Regions from separate parts of the Mus musculus genome. Here all the other regions are linked to region 1. Evidence: chromatin contacts called from public Hi-C and promoter capture Hi-C data. All regions are on one chromosome and are shown on one strand. The core of a region is the stretch at or near the end of the contact, and the rest is flanking DNA. Distances in the headings are between cores, read along the strand shown. Region 1 holds the start of Rlbp1 (retinaldehyde binding protein 1). Region 2 holds the start of Rhcg (Rhesus blood group-associated C glycoprotein). Region 3 overlaps Rhcg (Rhesus blood group-associated C glycoprotein). Region 4 has its middle 22 kb from the start of Gm31740.

Region 1 (2,619 bases), core at 57-2,556:
CCCTTCCTTTACAGCTTCTCCAGGCAGCAGCCATTAGGCACAATATGATTGGCAGAACAGTATGACTTTTAAACTGATTGGTCTATAGGGAATGAGGTAGGTGGCCAACAGTATCTCTGAGCCTCCCCTACCCGCCCGCAGGTGGCCAGTGGTTGGTCCCTCCTCCCGGTCTGAGGAATGTAATTAGCCCCTTCCTTCCGGAGGGGATGGGTGCGTTCTTTAAGACCTTTCTCTTCCAGGAGGGGAGGGGTCTGGTGGAATTTTCTAAAGTTCCTGAGCTGACCTCTTCACTCCAACTAGACCATGTCATGGTAGTCCTCTTGGTACACAGGGATGCTTGGTGATGAATCACAGAGCCTCTTAGCAGCTGGGACTCTTACCTCCCATGAGCATCACAGCCAGGGAGGTTCTTTGGGCATAACAGCATGCCACAGCCTAGGTGAATTAACCAATAGAAAATCATTCTCTCGGAATCTCGGTAGTTGGAGGTCTAAGATCAAGGTATTATCCTTTGGTGTCACCTCCTTATCTTATAGATAAACCCTGAACTGTGGCTGGATTTCAGAGAACGACCTGTGCACATGAGCTCAACCCTACCCTGAGCACATGGAGGAGAGAGAACCAGGACCAAAGGTGGGCTGCTTGGGTCCAGACTGAAGATGAATTTAATTACAGACAACTATCTGTGGTGGAAGTAGGGATCTCCCTGACATTGGAGGCCCCCACAGAGATCTAAAGGATGTGTATCCCTCATACCCCGGTGATAAACCAAGGCAGAGTCTGGGTGCTCCTTTGACTGTTGGATGCATTCCCTTAGCCTGGGTGCTCACTGGCTCTCCATTCACTGGGTACAACTCAGAACTCCCCAGAATACTTCCCAGGGATTGGGCAGCTAAGCCCCTGAAGTGGGTACTTTGCATCTCAGGACTTTCCCCACAGCTTCAGCTGGCTCTCTAGTCATCCCAGTTCTCAGAGGGGACTGAGTCATGTCGTGGTGACATAACCACACTGAAAAAAGTGCAGTAGCAAGGACAGAAAGTCGGACAAGGGAGATCTGCTGAGGCCCCACACCCATCCCCTGCTTCCTTGCCTTTGCGAGGCAGAGATCGGCAGAGATCGGAGGGTCAGGGTACCTAGCAAGTCCTCCGCTGCTCAGCCTCGCCCGCTCCATTTCCCTCTGCCACATGGGACAGTGGACCATAGGCCTGGGTTGCAGCAATGATCACATTTATAATTTCTCTTCACTTCTCTATATGTCCTGCCCTTTGTGAAGAAGGAGTAGTCTCCCAGGCCCCCCTGCCTCCCAGTTTGAGAAGCGAGATGGCAGGGAAATGAGACGGGGCTGGCCCAGATCCCAGTGAAGTGGCTTCCACATGGCTGAACAGAGAGCTCCAAGCAGGAGCTCACAAAGCAGGGCTTTGATGGTAGCCCCGCAGGCCGGGCCTCTCCCCTCTCCCTCAGGGTGCTTCACTTGCTTCATTCTGGGCCTCCTGTGAGCCTGACTGAATGGGAAACGGTGGGCCTGAGAAGTTCCTTGTGACACACTAATCCCAGCTTGCTGACCTGACCACACCCCCAAAGAAAGCAGCCTCCCGAGCTCCAGAACAATTCAGGCATCCAGTAGCCCCAAGAAAGAGCTGTCAGGTAAGTCAGTAACAAGGCCTGGCTGGGCCAGTGAGTATAAGAAAGAGTGTGTGCATGGGAGCGGGGTAAATGATCAGGGATGGGTGGCGAACACCACGTCTCAGATTGCTTGGACCGGCCTGTAAAGGCGTACGCCATTTCTGCAGGGTGAGACAGACCGATCCACGGGCAGACGCAACACATACGAATGTGGATTACCTAACTCAATTAGAATGGCAGGTGATCAAATACTCTTTATGCCCTAGTATTGGTAATTAATTGTACTTTATTTGCTAATTCTAAATGCCGGAGAACATCGATGTGGAGATAGGGGTAGCATGTTTTTATTACATACATGCCTACAGCTAATGGGTAAGAACATTTTTAAAATAAGAGATAAGTGCTTCTCCGTGCTGACGTTAATCTTGCACTTCTAAGATCTGGGACTTGGGCTGCTGATCTGCACATTTGGCTAGGGATAATGCACTAATACCTCTCGAGTCTTGCTTTGCTTTGTTTGCTTGAGGCAGGGTTTCTCTACGTAGCCCTAGCTATCCTGGAACTCACTATGAAGAACAGACTGGCTTCAAAATCAGAGATTCCCCTAGACACTGGGATTAAAGATGTGTACCACTATACCCAGCTTTTGCTTTTCGTTTTTTTGAGATAGAGTCTCATGTAGCACAGGCTGGTTTTGAATTAACTATGTAGCCAAGGATAACCTTAACTAAGGATTCTCTTGCCTCTATCTTTTTTTTTCTTTCCTTTTTAAAAATTACTAGATATTTTCTTTGTTTACATTTCAAATGTTATCGCCTTTCCTAGTTTCCTCTCCAAAAGTCCCCTATACCCTCACCCCCGCCCTGCTCCCCAACCCACCCATTTCTGTTTCCTGGCCCTGGCATTCCCCTGTACTGGGGCATATAATCTTCGCAAGACTAAGGGCCTCTCCTCCCATTGATGGCCAACTAGGCCATCTTCTGCTACATAAGCAGC
Region 2 (2,619 bases), core at 36-2,535, 230 kb before region 1:
CAAATGCCTTTGGCTTCCACGGGTGTCTGCACGCAAGTGGACACATGCCTCCAGGGAACAACTTGTGGGAGTTGGTTCTCTCTTCCCACCATGTGGGTCTGAGGGCTCTAACTCAAGACTTGATGGCAGGCATCTTTACCAGCTGAGTCATCTTGCCAGGTCCAGCATCCTTCTTAAAAGCAAGATGAGCCGGGCAGTGGTGGTGCACGCCTTTAATCCCAGCACTTGGGAGGCAGAGGCAGGCAGATTTCTGAGTTTGAGGCCAGCCTGGTCTACAGAATGAGTTTCAGGACAGCCAGGGCTACACAGAGAAACCCTGTCTGGGAAAAAATAAAAACAACAACAAAAAAAAGCAAGATAACTGATGCTTGTGTTCTAGCCAGTTCCTACTGTTGGACAGTGTGTCTGGAATCAGTGGCACAAGCTTAGGGATTCTTAGGTCTTTCCATGTGTCCATGAATTCCTTCCCATGTACTTCCATCGGCGCCAGATTTACAGCCTTACTTGCCAATAGGTAATACATGTGGCTGAGCATTGATCATTGTGTGGGGAACTCTGCAGACTCCACTATGCCAGCATGGGGTACCACTGTCTTGTGGAAGGAAGGGAGGAAGGAAGGAAGGAAGGAAGGAAGGAAGGAAGGAAGGAAGGAAGGAAGACATAAATAAAATAAAATAAAGATGTAAAGAGTTGGGGAGATGTCTATTTATGTTGAGTAGCACAAGCTGTATGTGAATAATATTCCAACGGTCATTCCTGTGCCCTCTCGGACAGGCTTGAAAGACTAAATGCATGTAGATGGCATAGAACTGATGGTTTTCATTTTCTTCCTCATGCTTTTCTGTACCCGCCCCCCCACGCTTCTCGGGTCTGGGGCAGTCTCTCCTTTTTCCTTTACTTTCTATTCATTCATCTCCTTTAAAGTTCATGAACTGAAAAAGGAAAGGATCTTAAGTGGTGGGTAGCTCAAGTCGGAGGCTTGAGGCAGGATTGCCAAGTGTTTGAAACCAGCCTAGATTACCGAAGGTGTGTCCTAAAAAGGATGAGGGGAGGGGGGTGATGGGGATAGTGATTCCAGTCTGGGAATTCTTTGTTCTAATCTGGATGAGTGATGAGCATCCTCTCTCCCAGTTCACCCGAACAGGGCGGGAAAGGCCAGGCATCGACGGGACGCGCAGAAGTTGGGGCGTTCTACATCTTCCTTCTGCCCTGCTCCCATCACCTGGAGCTTTCCTTCTAGGGGTACTGGGCTCGGGAGGCCCCGCGGGACTCTCGCCGGTTGGGTAGAGCCCGAGGCGCGTGGGCGGCACCATGGTCAGCTGTTCCGCGTCCGCCCCGCCCAGTGTCCCGGTCCTTTAAGCGTCTCCCTGGTCTCGGAGCCCAGCGTTCAGAGCAAGCGGCCAGCAGTGCGGAGCATGGCCTGGAACACCAACCTTCGGGGGCGGCTGCCCATCACCTGCCTGATCCTGCAAGTGACCATGGTGGTTCTCTTTGGCGTGTTCGTGCGCTACGACATCCAAGCCGATGCTCACTGGTGGTTGGAGAAGAAGCGCAAGAACATCTCCAGCGACGTTGAGAACGAGTTTTACTATCGCTACCCGAGTAAGTCCTATGGCCCGCAGATTCACTTAAGGAGTCTCCTGATAGACCCTAGCTAGTTGGGCGGGCGCCTGACTGGGCTCCGCATTAGGTCCGCCCCTGGCTCTGACAGGCTGGAGATGGAGGGGGCCAATGATGCCCCACAGTTCCCAGCTGGTCCCAGGGTAGAATCTGCACCAGGGTACAGCCTGAGCCAGTCACTGGAGAAATGGTCAGATGTGCTCACACTTTGAAAGTCTGGTAGAGGCAGTCACCTGAAACAAGTGGGCCGATTTTGTGATTGTTGTTTGGTTAGTTTGAGTTTTTTTTTTCTTCTTCTTCTTCTTCTTCTTTTTATTTAACCTTCATCTCTCTCCCAGCCATCAGATGCCTCCTGTGTCCCTGGCCTACTTGGTGTCGTCAAAAGCCAGAATTCCACCTTTACCACCTAAGTAGCAGGTGATCTGGCTTGCACACACCTCACATATAGATAGATGTCAGGGATCACAATGATGGCATGATAGCTCTCCACTTCTGATACTGAGACTGTGTGTGGGACCAGAGGTGGTGCTGGGCCACAAGGTCCCAGGGTTTGGGAAAAAGCCAGTGGCCACCCTTCCTTTTCCTGGGATTTTTCTGCATCCGTGAAGCTATGAAGCTATGGCTAAGAATATGGCTGTAGGGGCTGGAGAGATGGCTCAACAGTTAAGAGCATTGGCTACTTTTCCAGAAGACCAGGGGTTTGATTCTTAGCCCTTAAATGGTTGCTCACAACCATCTATAACTCCAGTTCCAGGGAATCTGATGCCCTCTTTTGCCCTCCCTGGGCACCAGGCACACATGTCAAGCATTCAGGTAAAACACTCTAACAGATTTTTAAAAGACGATGAAGAAGAATATGGCCCTTAAGTGACAAACCTCTCTTCTATCGTGGCTCTGCTGCTTCAGGGTGGGCGGTCTCAGGCCGGTGCCAATCAAAATGAACCTTAACTTCCTTCTCTATGGGGTGATGGTGTGAGGAGGGGTGTGAGGGACAGGACT
Region 3 (2,619 bases), core at 50-2,549, 210 kb before region 1:
GCCTGACTCCAGCACCTCTACACCCGCTTCATCCCAGGGGGCTCACCGGGCTGAGAATGGAGGAGATTCGGACAAAGTGAGCTCCAAGCCAGGGTCAGCTGCAGAAGGTCTGTCCCTGCCTGCGGTCATGATGCTCATAGCCTGTGAGAAGTAGCATGAAGAGAAGCTGAGGCCGGGGGTTGGGAAGGGGGTGTGGAATGGGAGGGCGAGCTTGCCCCCACCCCACCCGGGATACCCCTTCTTGGACTCTTCAAGCCTCCGCCTGCTCCCCAACAATGTATTTCCCATGTTCCAAGGCACCCAAGATCACTCTATTTTGTGTAGTAAATAAATGTTGTTGATGCTCTTTGTAGACTGGGGAGTGGATGTTCTGGTGGGACCCCTGTGAGATCTATACGGACCCAGAGGACCTGGCCTCCTGCCTGGCCCTGACCCTTGCCCAAAGGGCCACTCTCTCTACAAAAGTCCACGCAGCCCGGGAGGGTCAGGAGCTAAGCCCTAGACTGCATTCTTTCCCCCAAGTACCCCTCTTTCTGTAGGGTCCACACTGGTGAGAAAGCCACCCGTGTACTAGCTTTCTCTGAGTCCATTCCAGCAGGCATAAGTAAGGAGGGAGCACCCCCCTCCCAGTTGCCTTTCTCTAACCCTCCCTCCCCTTCCTCTGCCAGTCCCGCCCCACTCCTGCTCTAAAATGGGGAAAGCTTCAGGTCCTTACATATCCAGGTGTGGAATGGACAGGTGAACTATGACAGGGCTGTGACAAGGTGGTGACCTGGTGGGGTTCTGGCGGATTACTAGGAATTACCAGAAGCGGAACAAGGGGACAGCACAGGTACACTCGTGGACAGGAATCGTGATAAGGAGTTTGCCTTTAGCTAGCTGAAGGGAGGGAAAAGCGTTCAGGCTAAAGAGCAAGGAAACCAAGATCTTTTGTGGAGCCAAGGTTCGTGGGAAGGAAGGGGTAAAGAGAGGAAAGGGATGGTCTCTCCCCTGCCTCCCGGCTCGCTCTCCCCGCCTCCCTGGCAATCCACACACTCACACACATACACGCGCATGCACGCACACTCGAGGCTTCGCTCCCCTTTGCAGAGCAAGGGGAAGGGGGAGGAGAGAAGGAGGAAGCTGAAGTGCCACCTATTCATGTTCCGCGATGTAACACCCCTTATTTTCCATGCTGGGTAAAGACAAAAACCCTTTACAACCTGTTTCTGGAACTTGTCAGCAGCTGCCAAGAGGAGCATGTTAATTAAACGTCGGCAAAGATGGAAGCCGGAGGCCCTGGCTCTAATTGGACAGTTTGCTTCACCGGATTGAAAAACATTGTGACAAAGAAGGAGGTGCGCGGCGGCTCGGCAGGGGGACAGGGTGGCGGGGGAGGGGGCGGCGGCTTTGATTCCAGCTGATCAGCCCGGCCCCTCCCCCACGGCCGCACGGTTCCGCCCAGCGGGTCCCTGCAGGGCCAGGGCGGGGTGCAGGGGCGGGGTGTGGGAGGGGCGCAGGTGGTGAGGTACAGAGGCGGAGTCTGGGAGGGGACAAAATAAGGTGCAGGTGGTGGGGGTGCAGGGGTGAGATGTGAGAGGGGCTCAAGGGACGGATTTGGGGGTCTGGGAGGAGCATTGCAGATGGAGCGGTGCAGGAAGCGGGGAAGAGTATCTGCGAAGAATACAGGGGCAGGATCCGCCAGGGGTTCGAGAGGCGAGGTGCCTTTGGAATGGAGGCTGCAGGATCCTCCAGAGGGCCACACCTGGGCTCTCTATGAACCGCCTCTCAAACTGGTAAACCAATGGTGGGCCAGGCTTTGAGGGAGCTGTAGTGTGACACTCTCCCCATGATCCCCGATCACAGGACTTGGGCACCTGGAACAGCGACTGACAGCCTTTTGCCCGTGGGCAACATGGAGGCTGCCTTGGAAGCCCAGCTGGGCAGAGGTGGCCTAACGTGCTGTGAACAGGAATGAAGTATCACAGCACTGGGGGCTAAGGCATTGTACTAGAAAACTGGACTGTAAAGGTTCCCAGGTAGCTTTCAGGTACCAGGGCTGGGGATTACATTGCCCTGACAATGTCCCGTCCTGTGGATATGCTTCAAGTTCCCTCCCCTGTGTGCTTTGCGTGCTAAGCTGGGTACCTTGCTGAAGACATCCCTCACCCACCCAGTCACCTAACTTTCCAGCAACCCTGAGAGAGAGGCTGTAGTCTTCCAGACTTGCTGGTGGGGAAACTGAGTCCCAGAGACCGGAACACCATACTGTGTTGGAGTAGGGAGAGAAGGTCTCACTATGGTAGCTCAGATTAGCCTGGAATTTCATATCTAGCCTACCTCTGTCTCCTAAGAATGAAGTTCATAAAGACAGCCTAGGATGAGACATGGGGTCTCTGATTCCGGTGCCTGCCCCTGGCCACTTGTGTTCCAGGCTCTCTGACTCCTGACCGAGCCTTCAGTTCACACCTTTTCCAGGATGGTGTGAGCTGTGTGGAGTTCCTATATGGCACCTGCTGTTCTTCTTGGGTTTCTGGGCTGGGGTTCCCCAAGGATGGTTTGCATCAAGCTGGAGGTCACCCTGGAGAGTCTCACACACGTATACAAGTCCTATGTCCTGGAGAAGGGGTACTTAGCTGT
Region 4 (2,619 bases), core at 41-2,540, 190 kb before region 1:
GAAAAAGAAGGACAGGAGAAGGGGGAGGAGAGAGGAAGTGCCAGCTGGCCCACTTCCATTGCTACAGGGACAGGCATGAGTTCATGGAGGGAAACTGATACTAGAGGCTTCCTCTGATGGCTGAGAATGGCCTTTTGTATGCAGGAAAGGACCTAGGCCTGGACCCACCACCTCCCTGACATGGAGGAAAGCTGGGAAGAGAGAAACCCAGGCTGACAGACAGGAGTCTTATCTCTGAGAGGACTCCCGGTGCGGAGTCTACCTTCTTAGGGTAGAGAGGCAAGAGGTTAGTGCAAGCCAAACCGCTTTGCTGGCTCTTTCTCAAACAGATGAAAGGACCAGAATGGTGTCCTGTGTCCTCTTGTTGTGTCCCTGTGTAGTCCCCAACGCCCCCCACCCCCGCAAGAGCACATTCAAGAGTAGCCCCTCCCACGGGGACAAGCAGAGGCTGGTTCTTGGTGCTCTCCGCACCAAGAGAGTCTGGGCAGACAGAGGCCAGGTGTCTGTAGCCTTGGGATTCCCGTTTCCCTCCCTATGGGCTCGGTAATAATCAAGGCTTACTTTGAATTCTTCATCAGAGCCGCTGGCCTTGAGGAATCGGCCTGGCTTCCTTTGGCCATGGCTGTTTGCAAGGAGAGTAACCCTGGGAGGACTGAGGGCAACAGTGTGGACCTTGGCTTGCACACTAGTGCAAAAGAAAGCCTAGTGGAAAAGAAAGCGTCCGAAGAGGTAGCTCAGTGGGTAGTGTTTGCCGAGCATGCGCAAAGCCCTGGGTCCCCTGGGTTCCCGGGTTCCCACAAGCCAGTGAAAGCAGATGTGGCGGGCGCTGGTAATCCCAGCATTCAGGAGACAAGGGAAAAAGATCAGAAGTTCAAGGCCATCCTTTGCTACATACAGTTTGAGGCCAATGTGGGCTACAAGAGACCCTGTCTCTTTTGAGACAGGGAGGAAGTAATGGGATGGAGAGAAAGGAGGCGGAAAAGGAAGTTGTTTTTCCCTTCTTCCCTTCCAGTTTTCTCTTGTCAGTCAATCCAAGTACGAGAATCCTTCTGGCATGTCCGCTGGCCATCTCGCTTTGCCATCAGTGTATCTACTCTGGTCCCCACCCAGCCCTTCTTCCCAATCCACCTGCACAGCAGACTCCGCGCTGCGTGTTCCGAGGGCCTTCCCAATGTTAAGCCTGGGAACGGCTCTCTGTGTGTTCAGGGATGGGTGCCAGAGGAACAGTGGGCCTGCGGTCTGTGTGAATGGCCAGACTGGGGGTGTGGGGGGAGGTAAGGGAGGGTTAGATGAATAGATGCTGGGCACAGAAAAAGAGGGTGTGGGTCCCCAGCTGCCTAGAAGGGGGCAGAAGGCTGCGGTCCAGGAGCCTGGGAAACCCGCTCCCAGCCAGGCCACAGGCAAGGGTGGGAAGTCAGAGCCCGAGGGGGCTTTGTACCCTGCACAATTGCAGCCGCTCTTCTGGATAAAGGGGCGAACAAAGGGGCCTTCGGAAGTGGCCACGCTGCTCAGCACCCGGGGAGGCCCCAGGAAGCCAGCGCTCCCTGGCTGCCCACCCAGGCATCCTCCCAACACCCCCCACTGCCCGATCCCAGGGGGCCAGCTGGGCCCCAGCCACCAGCAGCCTGGACAGCTGGGCTAGGAGTTGGGTGAAAGCTGAGGGAACCACCCTCCACTGTCCCCGGGCCAGAAAGGAGTTCCAGAAGAGTTCCAGGGGAGGCAGCTGGGGGAGGGGGGAGCTGGGGGAGGGGGCTGCTATCCCACTTCCCAGGACAGTAGCGGGACTGGGGGCTGGCAGTGTAGGTTCACCAGCCTCCAGGACAGGTGAAGAACAGCTCTACTTAACCTTCTTCATTCTCTGACTCCAAGGATGGCAGTGGTCTACAGAGAGCATGAGTGCACAGGCCGAGAAAGCGCTCTCCTGATATCACCGTGCATTCAAGCGCCTATCAAGAGTTCTTGACCAACTGGCCACATAGTCATCTGTCTCTGAGGTTAGGAATACAAAGAAAGTATCTCACTTCCTCAGCTCAGAGTTGACTCAACCAGCTTCATCTCCCCACCGGAAGCTGAACTTTGGAGGACTTGCTTGGGCTTAGAGTTCAAAACCAGCCTGGGCGACATAGTGATTCTGTCTCAACCAAAAGCTTGTAGGATGGTATCCGTGACATGAGGGAGGATGAGGATGTGACACGTGTAATCTGACGTCTCAATAGCAGCGATTGCCAGTCCTAAACTGGTTGTGTCCAAAAGCAATTTCTGTCTAACACTTCCAGCAATCTTAGTAACAAACTGTGTGTATCGGGGGTAAATAAATGGGGTAAAGCCAGGTAAAGTGGTGCATGCTTTTAATCTCAGTGCTTGGGAGACAGAGGCAGGCAGATCTCTGTGTTCAAGGCTAACCTGGACTACTACAGAGTGAGTCCCAGGACAGCCAGGGCTATATAGAGAAAGTCTATCTCAAAAACTGAAGGGGAGCAGGGGTGGGGGTTGGGGGGAGGGGGAAATGGGGTAAAAGCTGGGTATGGGGTGCAGACCTGTATCTTTAGGAGGGGAAAAGGAAGATCAGTAATTTAAGGTCAACCATGGCTACGTATTAAATTCAAGGTCAGCCTGAGC

What was found. Promoter capture Hi-C pulls out the DNA fragments that hold promoters and counts their contacts. Hi-C and Micro-C count contacts between places; a contact is called where the count stands out from the background.
Region 2: a promoter capture Hi-C map of neural stem cells shows a contact between it and region 1. The contact joins the promoter of Rhcg here to the promoter of Rlbp1 in region 1. A contact is called at or near these places in 5 of 39 promoter capture datasets (the C10 cell line, embryonic stem cells, hippocampal neurons and 2 more), 4 of 484 Hi-C or Micro-C datasets (the AtT-20 cell line, the G1E-ER4 cell line and cortical neurons), 2 of 115 datasets of contacts at active chromatin or transcription factors (both in embryonic stem cells) and 2 of 9 other capture datasets (adipose tissue and liver).
Region 3: a contact with region 1 is called in a Hi-C map of cerebral cortex, with 2.6 times the contacts expected there. The contact joins the enhancer-like site here to the promoter of Rlbp1 in region 1. A contact is called at or near these places in 5 of 39 promoter capture datasets (hippocampal neurons, liver, neural stem cells and 1 more), 1 of 15 datasets of contacts at CTCF or cohesin (embryonic stem cells), 39 of 484 Hi-C or Micro-C datasets (the AtT-20 cell line, CD8 T cells, the G1E-ER4 cell line and 20 more), 6 of 115 datasets of contacts at active chromatin or transcription factors (bone marrow-derived dendritic cells, embryonic stem cells and neural tube) and 4 of 9 other capture datasets (adipose tissue, embryonic stem cells, liver and 1 more).
Region 4: a Hi-C map of forebrain shows a contact between it and region 1, with 4 times the contacts expected there. The contact joins the enhancer-like site here to the promoter of Rlbp1 in region 1. A contact is called at or near these places in 6 of 39 promoter capture datasets (cranial neural crest, hippocampal neurons, liver and 2 more), 9 of 484 Hi-C or Micro-C datasets (B cells, CD8 T cells, ECoMG myeloid progenitors and 5 more), 5 of 115 datasets of contacts at active chromatin or transcription factors (bone marrow-derived dendritic cells and embryonic stem cells) and 3 of 9 other capture datasets (adipose tissue, embryonic stem cells and liver).

Annotation. Positions count from the first base shown.
Region 1 is chr7:79,385,714-79,388,332 of GRCm38.p6, reverse strand. It overlaps Rlbp1 (retinaldehyde binding protein 1), which reads left to right and starts at 1,306. Exons shown (of 9, transcript NM_001173483.1): 1 at 1,306-1,644.
Region 2 is chr7:79,616,323-79,618,941 of GRCm38.p6, reverse strand. Rhcg (Rhesus blood group-associated C glycoprotein) reads left to right here and starts at 1,285. Exons shown (of 11, transcript NM_019799.3): 1 at 1,285-1,602. The coding sequence starts at 1,416.
Region 3 is chr7:79,591,096-79,593,714 of GRCm38.p6, reverse strand. Rhcg (Rhesus blood group-associated C glycoprotein) reads left to right here. Exons shown (of 11, transcript NM_019799.3): 11 at 1-352. Among named protein-coding and RNA genes, the nearest start is that of Rhcg, 25 kb to the left of the region's middle. Within about 2 kb of position 1,299, at least 63 of the 459 cell types and tissues checked have an H3K27ac peak or open chromatin away from gene starts, as enhancers often do. A contact at or near this core is called in cerebral cortex, cortical neurons and hippocampal neurons, where this site is marked.
Region 4 is chr7:79,571,257-79,573,875 of GRCm38.p6, reverse strand. No RefSeq gene overlaps it. Among named protein-coding and RNA genes, the nearest start is that of Gm31740, 22 kb to the right of the region's middle. Within about 2 kb of position 1,290, at least 25 of the 459 cell types and tissues checked have an H3K27ac peak or open chromatin away from gene starts, as enhancers often do. A contact at or near this core is called in forebrain, where this site is marked.